Linked DNA regions of Mus musculus: region 2 is linked to region 1. The links are chromatin contacts, called in public HiCAR-type maps. All regions are on one chromosome and are shown on one strand. Each heading gives the region's core, a stretch centred on a gene start, on an enhancer-like site or on the middle of the called end of the contact. The rest is flanking DNA. Distances are from core to core; before and after follow the strand shown.

The links. HiCAR-type assays count read pairs that join an accessible place to other places.
Region 2: a contact with region 1 is called in a HiCAR-type map of fibro-adipogenic progenitors, with 2.4 times the contacts expected there. The contact joins two enhancer-like sites. A contact is called at or near these places in 1 of 484 Hi-C or Micro-C datasets (the HL-1 cell line) and 1 of 115 datasets of contacts at active chromatin or transcription factors (fibro-adipogenic progenitors).

Annotation. Positions count from the first base shown.
Region 1 is chr4:55,729,038-55,735,147 of GRCm38.p6, forward strand. No RefSeq gene overlaps it. Among named protein-coding and RNA genes, the nearest start is that of Gm12511, 160 kb to the left of the region's middle. Within about 2 kb of position 3,189, at least 131 of the 459 cell types and tissues checked have an H3K27ac peak or open chromatin away from gene starts, as enhancers often do. A contact at or near this core is called in fibro-adipogenic progenitors, where this site is marked.
Region 2 is chr4:56,002,398-56,008,507 of GRCm38.p6, forward strand. No RefSeq gene overlaps it. Among named protein-coding and RNA genes, the nearest start is that of Gm12519, 4.6 kb to the left of the region's middle. Within about 2 kb of position 3,229, at least 8 of the 459 cell types and tissues checked have an H3K27ac peak or open chromatin away from gene starts, as enhancers often do. A contact at or near this core is called in fibro-adipogenic progenitors, where this site is marked.

The DNA of each region.
Region 1 (6,110 bases), core at 1,939-4,438:
TGGGGTCCACTGAATGCTTCCAGGAGTGTTGAATGTAGATTAGAGATTAGACTGGTGATCAGTGCGGGGTGGGTCCATCAGGACTCTCCTGATGGGCAGCAGGTGATGGGAGAAGAACATGATGGCGATGTGTGCTCAGAGACTGGCTTGTCCCCACCTGTGGAGGTGAAGGCTGGGCACAGAGATGGAAGTCAGGGGTGAAACAGTAAGAGTTAGGATATACACCTCTCTGACAATTTTCTATCATCTCCTTCCCGACATAGGTTTGTTCTTTGGAATAACCTTGGCTAACTTGCCTTACCCTCAAGTTTCTAAATTCTGCAAAATGGAGGAGGCAACTCCAGGCACCAAATAGTGCCAACAGTATATTTATGGCAAAAGAAGAAGAAAGAAAAGAAAACCCACTTAGAAGGCATCCGTTGTTGAAATCCTTTGATGCCCACAAACAAATGAGCCACATAAAGGGAAGAATAGAAGCCTTCCCATTGAGAACTCAGCTCAATTCTGTGACTGTCTCGAATCTGCAAAGCATGCTGGTGTCTGTAGTGAGGTCATCTCTTTAATGTCTTGGTAATGTAAGCATCATCGAGGCTTATTATGACTGTTTCCAAGATAATGGATGTCCTGGTGGACATGCTGTGATTGGCAGGGAAAATATCACCAGAGTCTAGGCGAGAACCCAGAAATCTGAACTCCGTCCTCAGGGTGATGGTCGTGTTCCCAGAGCAATAACTAACAGAGCCTTCTCAGGTTTACCCAAGCACAGCTCTAACGAGATTCTCAGAGTTTCTTCTCTTTTCTCAGTAAAGGTCATCTTTGCATAAAAGACCTGGAAGCAAATATTCCAATGAAAGAAAAAACTCCCCCGTAAAAAGGAGTTCGTGCACAATCAAAACGGTTTAGAACCAAGACAGGACTGCTAGTTTTCAGTGCCGTACTTTTCTGGCATGTGCTATAATTAATACAGATGTTGAACATTATACATAATCTGCATATTAGTGACCCACTGCACAATTTATATGGTAATGTCATTAATTGCACATTACCTAGGTTGCTGAATGAACATTACATAGGTTTTTTTAATGGATGTAGTTATTATAATTGAAGTCAATTATATTGCTTCTTGTGCATATCAAGTCAGTAGTGTGTGGCTGGACCTTACAGGGTCCCTGCCAAAAGAAACAGGTGTTTGTTGTGAGGACAACTTATGGGTTGGAGCAAGGGTAAGGGAAAGGGTGAACCATGGCCAGAAATGACTGGCCTGGCTGAGCCCTCTGTAAGGGCTGGGATAGTGCTACAGAGGGCAAGGCGAATGGGCATTGTCTGCTCTGAGGCAGGATCTACTTGCCCTTTTGCTGTGGGCTTAGGAGAGGGTGCAGGCTGAGCTGAAAGCCAGCACCACCCACGCTGTAACAGAACACTTTTCTCCAGGCTGACCCAAAGCTAGATGGTGGTTGCATCACTTCCTCTGGTGTTGTGGAAGCCACATGACTCTGGCATCTGGTTTGCCAGGGATGAAAGGGAGCCCTGCCTGCCCACGATGCTGGCACACAAGACCCTGGGTCCTGTGTGTCTTCTTTTAATATTCCGTTTCCCTAGCAAATGGGGTAAAGTTGCTGTAGTAGCTACTGCTGTTGCTGATGCTGAAGTTGCCTAGTGCTCAAACTCTCTGGAAGGACAACCCAAAGAACAACCCGAAGGCTGGAGAATGAAGAGGAGTTAAGGCTGTGACTCTTCTTGGTAGTCAGCTCTCTGTCACTGTGACATAAATACCCAAAGTAGTCAACTTATAAAAGGGAAACGTTTGTTTTTGTTCCTGGTTTCAATCCCTGGTCTTGTTGGTCCAGAATTTGATAGTGTTGGAATAGCAGTACATCACTGTGGTCATAAATGGGCAGGTCTCAAATCTCTCCTTCAATGACCTCCTTTCCTTCCACAAGTTTCTATGTCCTCAGCATCCTATGATCTCCCAGTTGCAGCACAGAATGCGGACCAAGTATCAGATACATAGGTCTCTGGGGACATTCATTCCAAACTACAGCATCTTTTTGTTAGATAAGGACATCTGAATGCCATGCTCGCCTGCTGTGAGTGTTGCTACCTTCTTTAAACTTCATGAAAGAGCAGGCAGGGGTTTTTTGTTTTGTTTTGAATTGACAGAGACTCTAAAGAGATTGTTTTTTAAACCCAGTGATGTACCCTCAGACATGCACACATACATGAATGCACACACATGCACACAGCACTGGTATACATGACAGACAGGTCCTCTTAGCTAATGTGATGCTAAGATTCCAGAGAGCTTGGAAATTTACTCAGTAATACCCAAATAATACCCATACATATGCATGAATGTTCTCTGTGTTTGGTCTCTGTCTCTGTCTCTATCTGCCTCTGCCTCTGCCTCTGCCTCTGCCTCTGCCTCTGCCTCTGCCTCTGTCTCTGTCTCTGTCTCTGTCTCTGTCTCTGTCTCTGTCTCTGTCTCTGTCTCTGTCTCTGTCTCTGTCTCTTCTCACAGTGTTAGTGGAAGGTAAGATGAGATTTTGAACTCCATTTGATTGAGGCTGATTATCACATTCAGGTCATCTAGGCCACTGTGTCGCAGTTTTATGGCTTTATTTTGGAAGGTCACTCTGGAAGCTCAGGCTGAAATAAATGACAAAGGGCAAAGTTCACACACACACACACACACACACACACACACACACACACACACACCAGATTCAAGTGACTAGGAAAGAAGGAAAAAGAATGCTCTTTTACAAATTTTCCTTTTTTTCAATTTTTTATTGGATATTTTCTTCATCTACATTTCAAATGCTATCCCAAAAGTCCCCTATAACCCCCCCGCCCGCCCTGCTCCCCTACCCACCCACTCCCACTTCTTGGTCCTGGCATTCCCCTGTACTGGGGCATATAAAGTTTGCAAGACTAAGGGGCCCCTCTTCCCAATGATGGCCGAAAAGGGGGAGCCTGATTTTCCTGGGAACCTGTGATGTATGGACTAGCACGTCTTCTCTGCTTCTCTGTCCATTCACTCACCCACCACTCCTCTGCTAATGCCTGGCTGGCCAGGAATACACTTTCTATTTAGAAAGCAAAGGCAGCCAGCTTTGGGCCTGGGCCTGGAGACTGACTCACTGTTGTTGGGATGACACATTGCCTGCACACATTTCACAATTCTCTGAAACACCAGACTTATTTCTGTGAGTATGCAGAGGCCCACTTCACCATCCACCTAAGGCCACACACAAAGGCTGTGCTATTTTTCTTCCCTGGGGCCTAAATGGATGGCAGGACTTCCTATGCCTGAAACATCACCCTCGTTTGGAAGGAGAGAAACACCGGCCAAGAATTGCAACGTTTTTTAACCAGAGTCTGGCTAGCTTTCAATAGCTGCACGCCAAAGCTATACCAGACAGAGAAATGGCTATGAATGGGGTAGGGGTTGGACTGAGGCTTAAAAACAAGGCAGAAAAAAATACAGATAACAGAGAAGAAAAGAGAGGAGAGGAGAGGAGAGGAGAGGAGAGGAGAGGAGAGGAGAGGAGAGGAGAGGAGACAGAATGAGATAGTACATAGGAAGTAAAAGAGGAAATTTAAATAGAGAAAGGTTGCACAGAAATGATTGAAGAATTGGAGCAGAGGGCGAGAGTTCCAGGCTGTGATCATTTCTTCATGTGCCTTTCCCTCCATTTTTGGGTGAGCACTCTTAATCCCCATTACTAAGAAGCAAGAACAGGGGACCAGGAAGTTACAATCTAATGTCTCAGGTGGAAGGGAAGACATTTTTGTTTATTAAACAAACAAACAAACAAATATACATACATACAAGCAAACAACAACCTCATATTGTCGACCAGGCAGACCCAGCACTCACTAAGTAGCCCAGGCTGGTATGGTACTACTTATGGTAGTCTTCCTGCTTGACCTATTGATTTCTGGGATAACAAGTATGCGAAGCCAGCTCGCTCTACATCAGTGTGAGGGGCTTGGACAGTCTTCCACAGTCTTTCTGGAATCTGAAAGCCTAAAGGATACTCTTGTTGACCAGAGAGCTAGCTGGGAAGGCCGAGAATCTGGATGGCCAGTGACAGTGGCCTCTGAGGAGTTGTTTATGCACTTAGACATTAAGTGCCTAAGACTTGAAGGGCCGGCCCCATATTCAAAGCCCTGGATTCAGAACTATCTGGAAACTTCCTCCAGGGTAAACAAAAACAAGCACTTCAGCTCCCTTGCCAGGGCATCTCGCTCCAGAAAGGACGGGAAGGAAAGGAGAGTGATGCTGCTTGTTCCCCTGTGAAGGAAAGGTTACAACAACATTTTCTCTGGGCAGCTGTGAGGTCGGCAGGCAGACTTTTCTCTGGTAACCATCTCGATGTGTCTGTGTGGAAAGTACCTAAGAATGACTAAGCCCTGGCTGAGTTGATTCATTTGTCACTTCACTTGTGGGACTTTGGCCCTGTTCTAGAGGCCACAGAGTGTTTTCAGCACATCTGACCCAGGCCTCCATGTAGGGTGGCAGGTGAGAGAGAGCACAGACTTATAGGACTCTGTTTATAGGGAAGGACCCCAGGGAGGAGGGAGGGTTTGGGCTCACTGGAATCCTGTCAGGACTTCTAAGAAGTCTAAACTCCTAATCCCTGTCAGCAGAGGAGTCAGGAGTCTGTGCAAGTGGCCAGAGTTTGAACGGAAATGCTCATTCACGGAGCATCCAAGATAGGCTGGAAGTTTACTTAAAGTTGTCTCGTCCTTCCTCACGCTAATAGTGTGAGGCAAGTGTTGCTTTGCTTCCTCGTTGGAATGAAGCCTTCACAGGAAAAGAAGCCCAAAAGAGTTCACATCTCTAACTCAAGCTGGGGATGGGGTCAGGAGACTCTGGGGAGGCAGGGCTATCCACTAACACACAGGAGGGCCACAAAGAGATCAGCCTGATCAACGCAAGTGGAGTTATTCTTCTTAATAATCCAGTTCAAATGTAAACCCTTTTGTTGCAATTATATGCACAGGAAGAGGGACATATCACAGGTGTGTGGCTTGCTAGACTGTCACAAACCGAAGAGATCCCTGTAGTCACTGCCCAAACAGACACAGTTAGCATGTTTCCAAGATGACCGCCATCAGTTCTCAGTCTCTATGTACACATATCCCTTCCTCAAAGCAGTAGACTCTCTTTCTCTTCTTGATGCTGGACTGGCCTTACTGACTTCTCTAATGCAACACAATGTAGTGGAAGTGGTGCTTAAGCTAGGGCATAAGAAGATGGGATGCTACTTGGTGGGTTTCTTAGCAACTGTTTCCAGAAACACCTGGAGTCTACTAGCCCAGGGACTGCCTCATTAAAGGGCATGCACAGCCACGCTGTCCACAGTGTTGGTGGAGGCCAGCCTTCTGCAGATGACTGCTGAAGCACTGACTTTGTAAGGAGAGCTCTCTTGGACTATTGAGAGGCCTTGGTCAAAAACCACATGAAACACAAGAATTGCTTAGCCTAGCCCTGAGTCACAGATTCATGACAAACAATGAAATGACTGTTATGTTAAGACCCAAAATTTGGGCTAACTTATTAGACAGCATTATAACCACACATTTCAATGCATCATGGGGCACCTCAGTGATTCTTGCTAGCCATTGTGCCCTGTCCTGCAGTAAACATGCAGTTGGCTTCTCTGGTTCACTGTTATGTCTAGGACAGTTTTCTCTGATGTCACCCATAAAAGCACATTACCATTGTTCTCAGTGTGTAATACTGTGTGCTTCTATTTACTTATCCATTTTGTGATTGACAGTTAGTTGAGTTGCTGTTCTGAATGGTGTGGCTGTGACTATCTTAGTGTGTGCATTTCTGTTGAATACTGTCATAGTTAAAATCTGAAGTGTCTCCTACCAGCTCACAGGCTCAAAACCTTGGTCTCCAGCTGGTGGTATCCCTTTGGGAGGATGTGGAAAACCTAAGGAGTGGACCTACCTATTGGAAGTGCCTCACTAGAGACAGTGAGACTGGAAGCTAAAATCCACTTCTGGTTCTGACTCAAGCTTTCTACTTTCTTGTCTACCAAGATAGGAATAGGATATTCTGTGGACTTGTGCCACCAAGAACTGAACCACAT
Region 2 (6,110 bases), core at 1,979-4,478, 270 kb after region 1:
ATGGGGCTCTGTGATGAAAGTGTCCTGGCATGCACCCTGATAAATCATCAGCATCTCTAAGCAAATACAGGTATCTTATTTAGATAAAAAACACAGAGTGTAACATTATTATTTTTCCTACTTTACATGAAAAGTAAAAAAAAAAAAAAAATCCAGAGAGTTCAGAAATCCATACAACTAGCTAGAACCAACACAAGATTTGAACCCAAGAAGTGTGGGTCTGAGCACCAGGTAATGAAGCTGAACCTCAAGATTCTGTGCACCAGAAAAAAAAATATATATGAGGTAGCCATTGGGCTCTGATGAATGAAAGAGGAGCCCACTAACTACCCACTAGTACCAGAAGATAACAGCTCTAGGAAACACTTGAGAGCAGTCTGTAGACAGAATTTATCTCTACCTAATTCCTGTACTGAATATAACAGCTGAAGTAACAAGAGGGCTGTACCTATCTCTCCGTCTTTTCTATCCTCACCAAGGCTCACCCAGAGTAGCACAAATATGGTAACTATCTCTGTTCCCTTCTCCAACATTATCAAGCCTCATCTTGAGTAAGACAGGAAATGTAGCCACTCTACTACTTCTCTATCTTTACCATGGACACTATCCATCCTGTTCTAATGTTTAACCTCATCAGATCTCACTTGGAGTGGCAGAGTGACTGTATCCATCCTGTCCTGTTGTCCAGCTTTACCAAGCCTCTTGTGAAGTGATTGACAGAACTATATCCATTCCCATCCCCTTTTCTCTCCTCACCAAGATTCACCTGGATCAAGGGAGGGGGCTATACTTATCCCACTTCCTCCTCATCCTCATCAAAAGATAATAGAATAACAGAAACACCCACCTCCCCCTCTCTTCTTTATTATATTCAAGGGTATTTAACACTCAGAACGGACTCCCAGATGACCCCTTGTCACTGTTTTCTACCCACCCCATAGCCCATATTTTCTACTGCCATGCTAATCAGAAATCTGCTTCTTTTACTTTTCTTGCTGTAAACATTCAACTGTCTAGATCAATGCTGTTCCATGGAATATCAGGGATGTATAAAACGGCCTGCATCTACTCTGCCCAATAGGACAGACAGGTTACAAGCACAGCTTTAAACATTCAGTCTGTTACTTGTACTGTTGTAGATCTTGATTTTAATTACTTAAATGCCTCCTGTGGCCATCAGCTACAGCATTGGGCCTTGCCAAGCTGGTGGACAGATCTTTCTGTTGATGATGCTTGTCTTATCCAGATTACAGTGTATTCATGCTTGCTCACCTGAACCTGCAGCTGGGTGCTGCCTGGGATCCAGCTGGCTTACATCATGTCTCCTTGCTTTTGTACACATTGCCAATTTTCAGGAGACAAATGAAGTGGCAAGGCCAGGACATGCAATGAGTCACTCACTCTCCACAGCATTCCTCTGTGGAGCTATCTAGAAAGTTCCATCTCAATGCATTTTCTACTAGGGAACTTTCCAGGCCCTGTCAGAGGTGGATGCCTCCTGAGCATCATCCTGAGACTCCATAAAATATTGTTTCTTCTCCTATCTGCTTTCTAAACTTCTCCAACACTTTCTTAGATCCCGGACGTTCTTAGTAGTGAGGATGCTCATTTAACAAATGCAAACAGAATGACTACATCAAATTCTCCTGGACAAAAGAGTTCTTCCATTCACCTGGCTTGACCCACAAGACACTCCCCTCAGAAGATCAGATGTGTTTTAATTTGGAGTTAAGGGTGAGATACAGGACCACAGCAAAACAAAGGGAGAAGAGGAGGATTTATTCAATCTGAATTCTCTTCTTAGTCTGATAAACTTCTTCCTTAGAAGGTTCTCTAACCACTTGATACCCCATCTCTTAACTTTCTCTCCTCTCTCCAACCTCCCTCCAATGTAGTCTTGTGGCACCAGGCTCTGGAAACGTTGGACTCTATCCCACCACCTCCTACTCCAGTAGGTAATTGGATGCTGCTGGTCTTGGCAGAGACCTTGAGGCTACACTTGTTCTATCAGCCCTAATTAGCTATTAAATAAACAGCAAGAGAGCCTCAGGATAGGCCTCATGCAGGACTCTCAGTCTGGGTGGAAAATGTCAAGTTGTAATGAAACGTCTCTGAATCACGTCTGGAAAAATGAATCGCAGCAGAGAGCCAAGTCTTGAAACACATGAGAAAAAGAGGAGAATGGAGCACAGTTCTCCGTGGCAACTCTGCATCTCTGGAAAAGCAAGATGAGAGAGTCCACTCTGACGGGCAGCCCTGGATGACTAGCCGTGCCTCCCCTTGCTCTGTGTTAAACTTTGCAGATACTCAATGGATGCACTGTATTGATGAAGTCGTTATCTGTAGAACATCTGTAGAGGCAGAAAGGTTGAAGACAGACATATCTAAAATGTGAGGTACCAAAGGCTCGACAGGAAACTACAGCTAAGTCAATCGCTTGAGAAAGCTGCTGTAATTCAGTCACTCATAATCTGAGACACTGAGGTCCAGAGAGACGTAGAAGCTTTGTTGAGCACACAAAACATTATTGTTATAATGGAGTCTCACCTTGATGCAGTCTCCCTACCTTTCAAGTTTGGGATCTCATAGCTCAGCAACAGGGAGCAAAGGAGATAGAAACCAGAGGGACCGTTTTCCTTCATTATTCCCCCATTCTGTCATTTTGTATGCCTACTTTGGCAAGAGAGAGGGCAGAGAATCTGGTGATGGGCTCTGGGGTCTCCAGTCTTCTTGGTGGGGAAGAAGCAGGAGGAACCAAGATCTTAAAGACAGGTGACCTTGAGTCAAGTCTTGATTCTATTTTTGGTCCTCTCCTGGGCAGAGGCACATTACTATTTTTTTAAAAAAATTCACTTAACCTACTCATCACAGACCCCCTCCTTCCTCACCTCCCAGCCCCTCCCTTACAAGTCCCTCCCCACCTGCTAGCCACCTGCACCCAGGAAACAGTGGGCATCTGTGAACGCTGCAAGTCCTGGAATGGGATTAAGATGCCAGCAAAGGTGATCCCATTAACTCCAGACATCTAAAGACAAAATGTCGTTTTCTCTACTAGTGTATTCTGTTATAATGCCATTACAGGCTGTCCTGAGCTTTTGTTGGCACTGGGCCACTCCCACTCCATCCTCTCCTTTCTTTGGCTCCTCCTGCCCCCAAACCTCTGGAGTATCTGAGTCAAGCAGCAATGAGATAATGTGTTTATTTGCTCCGATTGTTTTTTGTTTATAGAACTGGGCTCCTGGGAGAAGCTAGTTCCAAATGTAGGTCTGAGACATGAAGGTAGGCTCTGAGGCTGACCACAGGACCATGGGGCTCCCGTCCAGCTGGGGAAAGTACTAGGCTGCCACCCCAAAATGGGCCTCTTTCCACTGCTCTGCCCTGCCTTGACAATGTTGCTGCTTTAAGCATGAATTTGGCCCAAAGGCAGTCAAGGCTGTCAAGTACCTGCCCTTGAGATCACAGAGGCTCTGAAAAAAGAAAAAGTGCTATCAAGTCACAGTAACAGCAATCACAGGCACACCCAGAACTAAACTCATTGCACCAAGACCTCAAGAAAAGGTCTCATTCTTCTAAAACAGAAAACATCGGTGCTTTCAAAGCAGCAAGGATTGTCCAAGCTCAGGTTTAATGGCTGAGGCATTATTAGGTGGGAAGACAAGGGAAGGTATAGACTGAGATGGGCCCTTCCCCCTACAGGCTTATATGTCCTCCTTATATGTGCCAGAATTTTCCTCTGCCTATTATTCTATGCTACAATTCATCCTCAATACTGTTATATGGAAGTTACAGAGAAGTGTAGGACCCAACCATTGAATGCAAATGCCCCATTAGCAGACAAGCAGAATTCCACAGTTGAGTTACTCCTGCATGAACACTTAACATCCTGGGCTCCTGAGCCTTTCCACAGCCTCATTGTCCTTGTCTGGAGCTGTGTCACTGAAATCATACCCACGCACAGTCTTACAAAGCTGATGAAATAGGACACGTGAAGCAGCTAACAGAGCCCTAGCCTTCTGCAAGAGCTCAGTAAACGTTAGTGTGAGGATAATAGTGATGGCTGACATGATACTGTTATGAACAACTAAAGTAGGGGGAAGCTGCGGTTATGAGCTCATGGAGGTACCACATGGAAGGAGGGATTCCTGTTGGGATACACTAGTTGAGTAAGAGGACAGCAGGCAAGAAAGGCCTGTGTAGAAAGGAGTTGACAAGGAAGTGTAGGATTGTCTTGCTTAGAAAACAATAATAACCTAAAGTATATCTGTGTGGAGGCTGAGTTTCTTCTAAAGCATCTATAGATGATTGGAAGGTAAAGGTATTCTTCATGGGCTTAAGGAACCTTGAATACCAGGATGAGGACTTCTGGTTTTGTCTAGAAGGCTAGAGCCTGCTTCTCTTTTTTCCTTCCCCCTTTTTCCTGTCCTTCCACTTCAGTCCTTCTGTTAGTGGGTCCATTTGTTTGAAAACAACATTAAACAGTCTTCAATATAAAGAACGTGTAGAGATGGGCTTCTCTGTTCAAAAGACAGTCATGGATATCTTTAAACCTGGTCTAGGTTCCCCTAGGAAGCACAACCTGTGATGAGTACATAGGTGCATACTTGCTTTGGAGGATATAACCTCTGTGAATAACAGTCATAGGGCTAGGTTACAGGAAAGGACCAAAGCCATTATATAGTGTGACATACATAGCTGATCATCACTATGGACTCTTGCTATGGAATATTATCCTCTAGGCATAACATGCTACCACCTGAAATCAGACTAGCTATGGTTATTCAGTGAACACTGGAAACAGAAAGCCTATGAACATTTTCTCATACTAGGAATTGGCGAGAGAAAATCATTAGATTCTTATCTGAATCTATAGTCAATGGCTCCTACCCTCACAGCTACATATATATCCTGACCATCTGTCCATGTCTGTGCGTTTGCTAGACTACCTAGAAGCTGGAGGGTAACTGAAGGAAGACTTCATCTTTGTGCTTCGGTGGACTCACTCAATATGGGATGCAGCTGGTGTGAGATCCTGTTCCCCCTCACCTATATTCTGGTATGCCTAGAAAACCCACTGGATAATTAAGCTGGTCTTGGAACTGTTTCTTTGGTCTCCTTGGGCACTGTGGGCATTTGCTCACATCTCCCTGGGAGCAGAAACACAATACCAGTCTGTAGAGGTTGGGTGATGGTTAATGTTGCTTGCCAACCTTAATGGATCTGGAATCAACTAAGACATGACACTGGGTGGGTCTGTGAGGAAATTTCCAGGAAGGAACTTAGCTGAGGGAAGAACACCCTTCTCCACAGTGGGCAGCACTTTCTGGTAGCATCCCAGATGCAAAGATCTCAGAGAGGAAAACAGTGCTGCTTTGCCTACCCACATTCCCTTCTTGATGGCTAGCACATCTGCTCATCTTCACTGCTGTTGCCACCATCCTTGCCTGATACTGGAACCCAACCTTTCTGGCCCTTGAGTGTAAATTAAAGACCCATAGCTTTCCAATTCTTCAGTGCCTGATTGGAATGCCTACATCCAGCTTCCTACACTAAGTAGCTACTAAGCTCCCAACCTTTACACTGTGCAGATAGTAATTGTTTAACTACCCTGTACCTATCATATAAGCTAATCTAATAACTTCTGTTTTATTATACATAGGCATGTTGTTGGTTCTGTTTCTCTAGAAAACTCTAATACAGGTCTCTCTGGAGAGAGAAAATGGAACCACTAACCTGTGTGCTTCCCTCCATTTTCAGTTTTGCCCAAGCAGATGCTGAGCAGCTTCCCATGAGTTCCCAGGCAGGGTGTTGGAGAAGATTGGGTAGCTGTAGTCAGTGTCTCAGATGCTCTCAGTGACAGTTAGAGTAAAATTATTAGAAAAGAGGGAAGGACACAATCAGGCAAACGGGGAAGGGAGAAGAGATAAGGAGTCATTGAGATAGACCAGGGAATGTCATGATGGAAAAAAGCCAATTTTAAGGGTTGCTAGGGTTTGAAGAATGCTTGAATGTTGAAGAATGTTTGAAGGCAAACGGGGAAGGGAGAAGAGATAAGGAGTCATTGAGATAGACCAGGGAATGTCATGATGGAGTAAAGCCAATTTTAAGGGTTG